2 separate regions of the Triticum aestivum genome follow, and region 1 is linked to region 2. The links are chromatin contacts, called in public Hi-C maps. All regions are on one chromosome and are shown on one strand. The core of a region is the stretch at or near the end of the contact, and the rest is flanking DNA. Distances in the headings are between cores, read along the strand shown.

Region 1 (5,787 bases), core at 2,782-5,281, 220 kb after region 2:
CGCTGCAACTTCAGCTTCTCCTTTTCACTTGCACAGTTTCTCTTTGCATCTGCAATGGCCCGACCAAGATCATCAGCAGGCTCATCTGATGCCTCTTCTTCAGCTTCTTCCCGCATTGCCGGCTCAGCTTCTTTCCCCATTGTTGTACCATCGTATTAAGGGAATCCATGGCCAGGATAGCTATCGTCATCCTCTTTTTCTTCATTCTCTTCCATTAGGACCCCTCTTTCTCCGTCCTTGGTCCAACAGTTATAGCCGGACATGCAACCGGACTCAAACAGGTGGACGTGAATGGTTATCGAGTTGGAGTAATTGTGATCATTCTTACAGACAGCACATGGACAACACATAAAACCATCCGCCCGCTTGTTTGCCTCAGCCGCAAGCAGAAAAGTATGCACGCCATTAATGAACTGGGGAGAGCATCGGTCATCATACATCCATTGCCGGCTCATCTTCATTACACAACACAGAAAAGACCAAATTAATATAAGTTCATACATAAAGTTCATATACACTTATTCTCATAGAACAACATACAAACTCTCTAGCTAAAGCATTTAAATGCAACAACAAATACGATCAAGATCGCAACTAAGGTAACAATTGATCCAACAGCATAGTGATACTAAGCCTCATTATCAATGACATATTTTTTAATCTTTCTAATCTTCAAGCGCATTGCATTCATCTTAATCTTGTGATCATCGACTACATCGGCAACAAACAACTCCAGTTTCATCTTCTCTTCTTCAATTCTTTTCAATTTTTCTTTCAAATACTCATTTTCTTTTTCAACTAAATTTAACTTTTCGACAAGAGGGTCAGTTGCAATTTCCGTTTCACATACCTCCTAGATAAAAATATCTATGTCAACTTGATGGGCATAATTGTCATAAACACGAAATGCAACAAATAGTTATAAAAGAGAGTATATACCACATCTGAATCATAAACCGGACGAGGGCCGGTGGGGACGGATATCAAAACCATGCCACTATGTATAACAAACAATGTACGGGTAAGAAAATTATACAAATAACTATCTAAATCACACAAACATGATTTCTTTTATAAAAAGGATAAGCACAAGAGGCTCACCAAGGTGGTGCCGGCGACGGGACGGTGCGGACGATTGACGGTGATTAAGACGGGAACGGAAAGGCACTAAGTAAATCACACCTACACATGCAAACTAAGAAGTTATTTTAAGCTCAGATTGCATATAAATCAAATAAACTGCCACATATAATTACTCCCAAACTAAAAACCACAAACCACTATACTTATAGAGCATTGCAAGAGCTAATCTAGCAATGAGAGATGAAAGAACAAAGTTGCTAACCTTTGTGAACACTTGGATGGACGGGGTGCCTTCAAATCTTTATAAATTTTGGCAAAAATGGAGGTGAGCTCGAGCAAGATGAAGAACAGAGAGGGAAGGAGTAGAAAGGGGGAAAACTGAGGGCTTTGGCTCGGGCTGGACGAAACACTATATATAATGATGTCTTTAGTCCCGGTTGGTTACACGAACCGGGACTAAATGTGCTCGTGGGCCCAAGCCTGACACATGCCTGCCACCACCCCTTTAGTCCCGGTTTGTGACGTGAATCGGGACTAGAGGCACGCCACGAACCGGGACTATTGATGCCCGCCCCCTAGTCGTTGGAACCGGGACTAATGGTCACATTAGTACCGAGCCGTTATCAAACCGGGACTAATGGGGCTCACTTAAAGTCGTCTTTTTATTAATGCATAATGATTCCACTGCGAGTGTTCACCGCGGGGAGAACCGCAAAGCCATCAAAGATGGGTCCCAACACACTGGATTGGACACAACGAAACGATCAAAAACTGCATTCCGTGGATTTTGCGGGCATGTTTCATTAGATATTGTCAATCATAATTTGCTCGTGTGAGACTTGCGGGATTTGAACAACCCCAACAAGGGTGTGATAGTTCGGGCGGTCAAAGATGATTCCAGCGCCCCGGTCGTTTGCTTGGAGGATTGTAACATTTGAAAGCATTTCTGAGACAAGTGTACATATCGGAAATGGAAATATCAGAAACAATATTGATTGCTAAAGTCGACGTCAACATCGTTTAACCGCCTTGATATATTGCATCAAACGAAAGAGACTTCCCATCCTGTCCCAACTCCCCCTTTTTTTCCCTTTGGTGTCGTGTAGGATGGAGGGCATACATCGAGTGTGCATGTGTAAATCGACAACGGTGGAGCGTAAAAACGAGGAAAGCTGCGTCCGGCCAGAAACATAGAACCGAAGGGAGCAACAAAGAGATGAATATAGATCGAGAAAAGGTTCATGATTAAGTTGATTAAAAAAAAAGGACGCCTACAGACCTACGGATTGCTTCCCTCGTGATGAAACTTGCTACTCCTACATGAATAAGCGCCTCCATTCAGGGGCGGATCTGGAGCTAATCTTACCCTGAAGCACCACTTAACTATGGCATAAATTTTTCAAGCGAGGATGCAATGAATAAAGAAATGTTTCAGATCTTGTAACACGAATTACAGAACATAATACAAGTCGGTTTATAAAAAACAAAATGTAAGAGGTAAACGGCTTAATAAAACAGTAAAACAAATGACAATTTACTTCAAAAGGATGTCTTGCATTCTCAGATTCCAAAACACCTCATCACACACCAAGACTCAATAACCTACAGTATAAAAACTAGTATTGAATTTTCAAGTAGAAGTGTGGAACATAATAAAATGCACAAATGAAAGTACGTTAATTTGCTTTTTTTATGAATTACCTTCAGTAAACTCTTTTCCTTCTAGCCATGAAATACTCAACCCACTTGATCATTGGTGACCTTTTTCATCTCTTCTTTCTCCACATAACAAATAACATCATCACTCAAGCTGTCATCATTGAGGCGACTGCGAAGTCAGTTTTGACCAATTTCATTGCTGAAAAGCACCTCTCAACTGTAGCTGTAGCAATAGGCAACACAATTACTAGTTTCAACAACCGATAAAACAAAGGATACATAATATGTCTCCTTGTTTGCACCATTTTTTTTGAAAGCTCGGTGATTGTTGCTATGTTGGAAAAGCTAGCATCTGTGCGCACATCAGCAATATAGAGACATAGATCCTTATCAAGATCCCTCAAATCCCCGGAATCAAAATCCTGAGGGTATAGTTTAGCCAAACTCATGAGATTATCGAAATTGAAATCACGAAATGAGTCTCTTGGACTCAAAGCGTAGTCGGCTAGTCGCGTCTCGCGTTGGAGGAGTTCGGCGTCCGGCGTCGTGCCGTTGATCGGCGGCCTTTTGGTTGCCGGCGCCCGGCTGGCCGCTGCTGCACGAACGCCAGCCGCCCAGCCGCCAGGAACAGATCACGGGAGATGAGAAGACTATAGGATTGGGATCTGGGGTCGCTGTTTTTTTTCTCGAGTAGAAAACTGAAAAGTCACGATCACGTACTAGAAGACCGAACGCCCAGCCGCAGCCGTACCTGAATCCGCGAGTTGGGCTGCGAGAGCGTACGCGCGTGCCTCGGAGCTGGTGCGGCCTGGTTCATTGGTTTCATGGGCCACCCTGATGCACACTCGATGGGCCACCCTGTTGCCTCGGGCCATATACCTTATAATTAGCACTAAATTTTCTTTTGGACCCTGTAGCCTGTGCTACAGGGTTGGCCCATTGGGCTCCGCCCCTGCCTCCATTGTACTAGTACATGTTGTAGTATTTTGTTTGCTGTTATACATTTCGGGAAACGATCATTGGGCCAGTAAAAAATTGCTGTTTCAAACTGGCAGCTACTGCTAGCAAACTCTGTAGGAGTATTTTTGTCCACCTCTGTCCCGTTTGGGTCCAAGGCGTTAACATCCCCACCGCCACCGACGTAACGTTTGTGGCGATCGTCCATGCAAGGCATCATCCTCTTTCCCTGCTTAATTTGGTCAAAATATGCTGCACAGCTGTGTGGTGATGATGGATGCGTTTGCGTCTCAACAGTTAACTGACTGCACGGGTGGGCCCCCCGTTAATTCATGATCGTGTCTGGTGTTCTCATTACTTCTGTCAACCGAGTGCTCCCTATTGACGTGTCACTTTCCCATCGTACTACGTACACTCGAGTTCACTTCTTAACCATGGAGTATATTGGTTTTACGCAGAAAAAATGTGCACTGCGGTATCACTGCACCAGACTGCGGTCCTGCGACCGTTGCTTTCGGATATCGTCTTGCACTCGTTGTGCACTAGTGCTTCGTCGAGATGGCGCCACGTGAAGGTTGCCAGCTATTACCCACTTGTCGGTACATCCCTCCGGTTCCAGTACTCGTAGGTCCCACGACCTCTGTATTTTATGTTTTACCCCTAAATTATTACTGTAGTGTTGAAAAATCTGACATCAACTCTTAAACACCTTAAATTGAATGTTTTATGGCAAACTGTATTATCGCGAGAACGACAATTTTCATTAGCAAGCATGATAAATCCTGTCAGAAAACCAAACATGAGGAGGATTTGTCATGCTTGTTAAAAGAAATTGTCAACCCTGCGACAACATAATTTGCCATCCCTCAAAAATCTGAAGTTTGATTTATATACTTCGCCATCCCTCCCTTTTGATGGAATTAACTTCTTTTTATACTTCGTCATCCCTCCCGTTCCGGTACCCGTACGTTCCATGACCTCTAAAAATGTATTAACTGGGGTAAAACTTGTCACAAACATGAAGGATTATGTTTTTATTTTCATTCGCAGAAAGAAATTGTTGTATGCATCGTCCAGATGCAGAGACCGGGGGTCACCCTCCTTTTCTAAAAAGAAAAAGCTTCGCAGAAAGAAATGTTCTATTTCACAGAAGTGAGAGGGCTTCAACCCAAACTAGTCCAAAAACGGTTGCAAAAGCTAGGCCGCTCGTCACCAGATACACTGACATTCTGATTTCTTTCCGTGACAAAATATTCAAATATTTGCCCCAATAGAAAGTTCTTGGAGCTCCCACTAGAGCAGCAACATTTTGCATGGTGAGTAGGAAGCAATAATGCACCATGTTTAGTGCTGCTAGTTGTTTAACTGATCTCCGGCTGCATGAATCCTCAGTGGCAACAACTTGGTAGGTGCAAAACTTCACAGACTTCATACGGCCGCTTTAAGGTACGGTTATTGGGTGCTCGCGGGGGGTGCAAAAGTTGCTTCAAAAGTTGTACAAGTAGGAGTATATATGTGCTTGATTTCATTAGACTAAACAATTTCACAAACGGAGACAATAATTGGAGATTGTTGGGTGGAGGGGAGCAGCACCCCTCTGTTGATGGCATCTAGGCAGCAGCAACACTGGCCTTCGATCTGCAGTATTATTCCGGCCGCCTCTCCTTTTTGTTTTGCTCCACTGACTGGCTATGCACATATCGCCATTTCCACTGGCTCTTTGACATTTGTTTTACTCCATTTCAATTGTTCTTGAAGAATGCTAGCACAACACTGAGCTTGCTTTTGGTTCCAACTTTAGTTAACACTCGTATTAACATAAGCATGTGTTGCGATTTTGTGGTCATGGTGGGCATCGTTTAACGGACAAATGCATATGCTTAAATTTGTGGCGGATGCGTCATGTTTTACTTTTGAAAGTTATAAACGGTAGGTAAGGAAGGAATATGCTTCATCATAGTGCCATGGCAAAGCAGCAGCATCGGTTAATTAGTTGGTTCCTCTGGGGGCCGCAGAATTCCACTACACGGAGATCTGGTGAGGTGCTCTGCTTGCTTCTGGTTAAGCAAAAGGACACTCTGACTAGGA
Region 2 (5,527 bases), core at 1,912-4,411:
CACTTGGTTGATGTTTGGTCGTTGCAGGCAGGCAGCGGCTAAATCGTCGCGGTCGGCCTTTGGCCTCCGCCCGTCCGTCGGTGGACCGTCGACACCCCAACCACACATACGATTACGACCCAACCAAATGCTATTCCCAAGCAAACCATTAATGTTGTTTTCCCTGAACTGACTGCTGACTGACCGATGACACCTTAACAGAAAACGGCCTTCTTTTTCTCCGCCCAAAGCTTTCTTCCTTCCTTCCTTGCTTCCCGGCCCAAAACGAAACCACCGACTGACCGCTCGTAGCTATCCGATGCCAGCATTAGCACACTACTAATAGTATGATACTAGTACTAATTTTGCGGCCCGTGTTAGGTGGTCAGGTCAGGTTCGACGGAACGGAAGGGATCGGATGGATGAGGGTTGCCCGGGACCAGAAATGATGAACTGCCTCCGAAAACAACATCTAACCGGAACGGAAACATCTCGTGCCGGGCGGGCAAACCGCGCGCACCCATCAATCCATCCATCAATCAACGTACGTGTATATGTGCATGCACGCCCGCCTATAATAATTCCAGGAAGAGCCTTGCGACTGACTGACTGGTAACCAACCAACCAACCAGCTGCAGCAAACAAACCATCAGGCTGACGTCGCCAACGGAACAAACCGACACAGGAGATCGCGGTACAGATATACTAGTACTACTACTACTGGCCACTGTTTCGGGGTGCATACGAATATAGATGGTGGATGCGAACGGAATTGTATATGTATATAGACGCGACACCGGCAACGGCAGGCGTGGCTCTCCTCAGCTGAATTCATCCAATGCATACTGTAAGAAATAAATGTTTGTTGTGCCTCCGTGCTAGGGTTCAGATACTCCAATATGGAATTACATCAATTTCATCTGGTCGTTGAGTGCTTTTTTTTCTGTTGAGTTTGCTTGCTGCTGCTGCTGTTGATAATTCCAGAAGGAGGTGGAAGAGTGTGGTGGGCGTGGACACGGTTTGAAAACCAGAAACCAACAGCAACTTGACTAGTTTTAGCACAGCAGTCAGAGAGAGCTTACTTGTTCCTCCGTCTTTCTGGGACAATAATGCAAGTGCTCAGTCAGTCAGTCATGTGAGTTGTGTCGTCTGAATAACTTCACTTTGCGTTGCGTTGTTTTTTGTTAAGCTAGCTAGCTGCCGTTTCAAAGCCCCCTTTCCGCCATTCACATTCCCATCCCCACACGCCCTCCGGTCCGTCCATCAATCGCCCACATGTCCAAATAATATCAATCCTCCTCAGTAAATAAACTTGAAAGGAGGAGAGAGAGAGGAGGTGCGCAACAGGCAGGCAGTTAGCTGTCGCTCGCCCATTCTCCACTGCCGATCGATCCCTCCCACCATAATTCCGTTTCGCCCTTCTCCCTCTGCTCCCCAAACCAGGCACTCCAACCACAAAACAGCCAACGCAAAACAGAAATGTGCACCTACTACTAGCACCAAAAACGAAACGACTATGTAGAGTAGTTACTAGTAAAATTGAAGCAGCAGATGTGATCGATCCACGAACTCGGCCTCTCATTTCCCCCATCTCGTTTCATTTCTTCTTTTCCCTTTCTCTATACAAAAAAGAACTCTGGAGCGATCCAGCAAGCAACATGTTTGCTATGCTCTGCCCTGCCCTGCCTAGTTTATTTGCCACGCTAGCGACGAGGTTTTCTTCGTCTCGTCTCGTCTCTGAAGAACGGAAACATGAATCGATCGGACGATCTTCGAAGGAACTTTGAGGAAGGAAGGGAAGAAAAAAACTAATCGAGACATTTTACTAGGGAATTATTGTCGGGCAAGAAGATCTAAACGGGCCGCCGAGCTTCGCTTCATCTCCTCTTCATTTCACTTGCCGCCTCTGCCTTCCGTTTGTTTCTTGGCGTCCCTTGATTAATTCATTGGCTCTTTGAGTGGAGCAGACAGACTCATCTTCCTGCTTCTTGCTTGCTTGCTTGCTACTCGATCTTGGCCATGCTCATCATGCGCTTGGCGGCGTGGACGCCGTCGGCCGGCGATGACCGGGGGTCGAAGCCGGACATGTAGTTCCGGACCTCGATCCGGATCATCTCCTGCATCATCGACAGGAACTCCCCGTTGAAGGGCGCCGCCGCCCGTGCTTGTGGGACCGGCGGCGGCTGGAGCTGGAACGGCATGGGCGGCGGCATCTGAGGCGCTGCGGCGGGCTGTACAGGCACATGAGCAGGAGGTGGTGGCATGGACATGGGCTGCGCCTGCGCCACCGGGGCTGGCTCGGGCGCATCCAAGCCAGGCAGGGACAGGGAGAGCGAGAGCGACGTCGCCGGAGGAGGAGGGGGCGGCGGCGGAGACGGAGGGGACGGCTGCGGCAGCTGAGGCGTGGCCGTCGGGAGCACGACCACCCCGCCGGCCCGCGCCACCGGGCGGTACACGTGTGGCTGCTGCGAGGCGGCGGACGGCATGACGGAGGGGAGGCTCTGGTGGCTGGAGTCGCTGAGGTCAGACCCCGACGGGCTCCCGGGGCTGAAGCAGAGCCCCGGGTACCCGTCGCTGCTGGTCCGCTTCAGCGGCCGGCGGTCGTCGTCGTCGTTTGCCATGGCGTCGTCAGCCGGCGATGCTGATGCCGAGGCCGATGTCGAGGAGGAGGAGGAGTACTTGCGCTTGAGCGTGGAGTTCCAGTGGTTCTTGATGGCGTTGTCGGTGCGGCCGGAGAGGAGGCGGGCGATGGTGGCCCACTTGTTGCCGAACCTGGCGTGGGCGCGGAGGATGGTGTCGTCCTCGTCGGGGGTGAAGGGGCGGTGCTCCACCTGCGGCGAGAGCTGGTTGCACCAGCGGAGGCGGCAGGACTTGCCGGACCGCCCCGGGATGGACTTGCTGATGAGGGACCAGTTGCGCGCGCCGTGGCGCCCCACCAGCCGCTGCAGCGCGTCGTCCTCCTCGGGGCTCCACGGGCCCTTGATCCGGTCCACGTCCCTGCCGCCCCCGCCTCCTCCTGCTCTGCACGCCGCCATGGCCGCCGGTAGATCCTCGGTCGATCGATGTGTGGTAACCGCTACGAGTAGCGAGTGAGGTTACCGATCTGATAATCAACTCCCTTGGTGGTAGTGGGATGGGATGGGGTGTGGAGGAAGGAGACAGAGGGGAGGAGTGAGGGGGAGCGGAGGGGGCAGGGGTGGGATATATACCTGGGACGGGAGGCCGGGGTGACCGGGTGTCGCCGGTTGTAACGGGTTCCAGCCCAGCAAGGGAAGGGGCCGGGGCGGTTGATGGTATTGTGGCGTGGGTACAGCTGGCCCCGGGACACGCGGCGTCTCTCCAACTGAAACCCAAATGACTCTCCTGCTCCTCCGACTCCTACTCCTACGTGTGGTATGGACGGATGGATAGGGACGGGGAAGGAGGCAAGCAAATAATATCTCTCAGCTATCGCTTCCAACGGAAATGACCACTCTCGTGGGAAATACCTGACTATTCGGTTTTTAATGGGTGGAAAATGCATGCACGACGAACGTGAATATTGTTTCGCCCAGCTGATATTTGAATTTTTTTCCCATCTACTTACCTTTATAATGGTAAAACGTGTCTCATTCGTATCCTAAAGATCAAAATACAAGTTACGTAACGACCGACATGACAAAACTGAAAAGACAACATAACTTTTCTGAGCTTGACACCAACGCTGTCACCTGTCTCCAGCACCAGCACAGCAATCACCCGAGAAAAAAAATGACGGTTCACCTCCTCACCCGAACTCGACGTGCCTCCATCACCGATATGCAACTTTACGGACCTCCAAGGTGGCTCACCAAAGGTGAAGCCATTGCCGTTGAAAGAACCAAACCGGGGCAACTCCCCGGACACGCCAACTAACTCCAGATCTGGCACTCCACCATGACTAAGACGCCGAAGGAGGAAACCATACCTGCCATCCATCAACCACGAAACCCCGCACATGTTTTGTCTTACATATGTTGACAATGCATACCACAATCTGCATCTGCTCCAAGACTACCTCCCAAGCTTCGCGTCGACGTTGGAGCAGACGCCTTCGTAACGGCAGAGCCCTAGGACGCAAGTCTGTCACAAGATGTCGCCACCGCCACGACATCCCCGCTTGAACCGGCTGGTTCCCAAATCCATCACCGACCATAAAGACAAATCGCCTCGCCGAAGAAGAATCCGGAGCTTCTTTATTCAGCATCGTCGTTGCTGCCGCCGAAGCCAAGACGTCGAACGATCCAAAAACCTAAGCTACTAGGGCCCTAGAGCCTAAAGCTAAAACAATCGCATGCGCGTGATCCAGCGACCCTTTCACTACCGACGACCTACCAAGAGGTCATCGGCGGAGGGGAGCCGCCGGAAGGGTGGGCTCTCTTGGCGGCGGCGACTAGGGTTCCTGTGGCTGAAAGGCCCACATTAGCTCCATGAATTTACTTTTTTGTTTTTTGTTCTCCATGGAGACGCGTCGACAACGTAACCGTTTTGGTCCATGTGCATGTGTAGTACACGCGTGTGGCGCTCGTTCCACGCGAGAGTATGTGTTGTTTTCTTGTACCACCACTTAACTTGATTATGCATCTCTAGGCAGTGGTAATTCAGATACTACGCCAGATTTCCTACAGTAACGTGTGAGGCACAGGAGGAGCTCATTCCTATTTCGCTTTCTTTCTCTCTTTCTGGATTTGGAACGTGATGAGAAATAGAGGAAGGAAAAGGGAATCGGTATTGGATTGGTGCGATGGGATGCTGGTGAGTCGTCGTGGCCGTTGGGAGTTGAGGAGGCGCGGTCGCGGGATTGGGATTGGTGGCCCACTCCAGTCTCCAGTGCAGTGCGCACGGCACGAGAAGGGAGCCAACTGCTCCGAAACAAACCCGGTCGACTCGACATTAAACCGGGTGCATGGATGGACGTGGCAGGGTGTCCGTCGTTATGACGGACGCAGCGCCGTGCCCCGGAAACAGTTTTGATCACGTCCGCCCGCCCGCCCTCTGCTTTGTTTCCATCGAAAATGGATGGATGTGTGCCACCCGGTGCCGTTGCCGATCAGTGGTGGGCTTGCGTCCAATCTGCATGCGGTTGGTTGGTTGCCTTGCCGCGCGTGTCCCCGTCCGAGGGATCGGGACGTCTCCTCCTCCGACGACGAGACGATCCGACCAGACCGCTCTTCCTCCGTTTCGTCTCGTCTGCGTTGCACTTCTACCGGCCGGAGGGAGGTCTATTTATCTGCGGGACTAACTACCAGGACGGCACGCCGCAACCGACAACAAATCAAAGCACGGCGTGACCGTTCCAGGGGACGCAAACCAACTTCATTCATCGTCTTCTCTTCTCTCCTCCGGGTCGGTGACGGGTCTCACGTCTCAGCTATAGCCCCATAGCGTCTGTCTGTGCTTTCTTCCTTCTGCATCACACATAGGCTCGGGATGCGCCGATTAAAACTAACAAACAAACGCCCGGCCGTCGGAGTGTAGGGCGGGCGGGATAGCTGCGTCAACCACCCAACTTGTCGCCCGTCCCGATCCC

What was found. A called contact is a pair of places that touch in the nucleus more often than the background predicts.
Region 1: a contact with region 2 is called in a Hi-C map of leaf, with 3 times the contacts expected there. The contact joins the enhancer-like site here to the promoter of LOC100873101 in region 2. A contact is called at or near these places in 3 of 5 Hi-C or Micro-C datasets (leaf and root) and 1 of 1 datasets of contacts at active chromatin or transcription factors (leaf).

What each region holds. Positions count from the first base shown.
Region 1 is chr5D:258,996,295-259,002,081 of IWGSC CS RefSeq v2.1, forward strand. No RefSeq gene overlaps it. Among protein-coding and RNA genes, the nearest start is that of LOC100873101, 210 kb to the left of the region's middle. Within about 2 kb of position 4,032, at least 6 of the 8 cell types and tissues checked have an H3K27ac peak or open chromatin away from gene starts, as enhancers often do. A contact at or near this core is called in leaf, where this site is marked.
Region 2 is chr5D:258,781,918-258,787,444 of IWGSC CS RefSeq v2.1, forward strand. It overlaps LOC100873101 (transcription factor MYB44), which reads right to left and starts at 3,162. Exons shown (of 1, transcript XM_044540625.1): 1 at 1,534-3,162. The coding sequence starts at 3,014. The coding sequence ends at 1,983.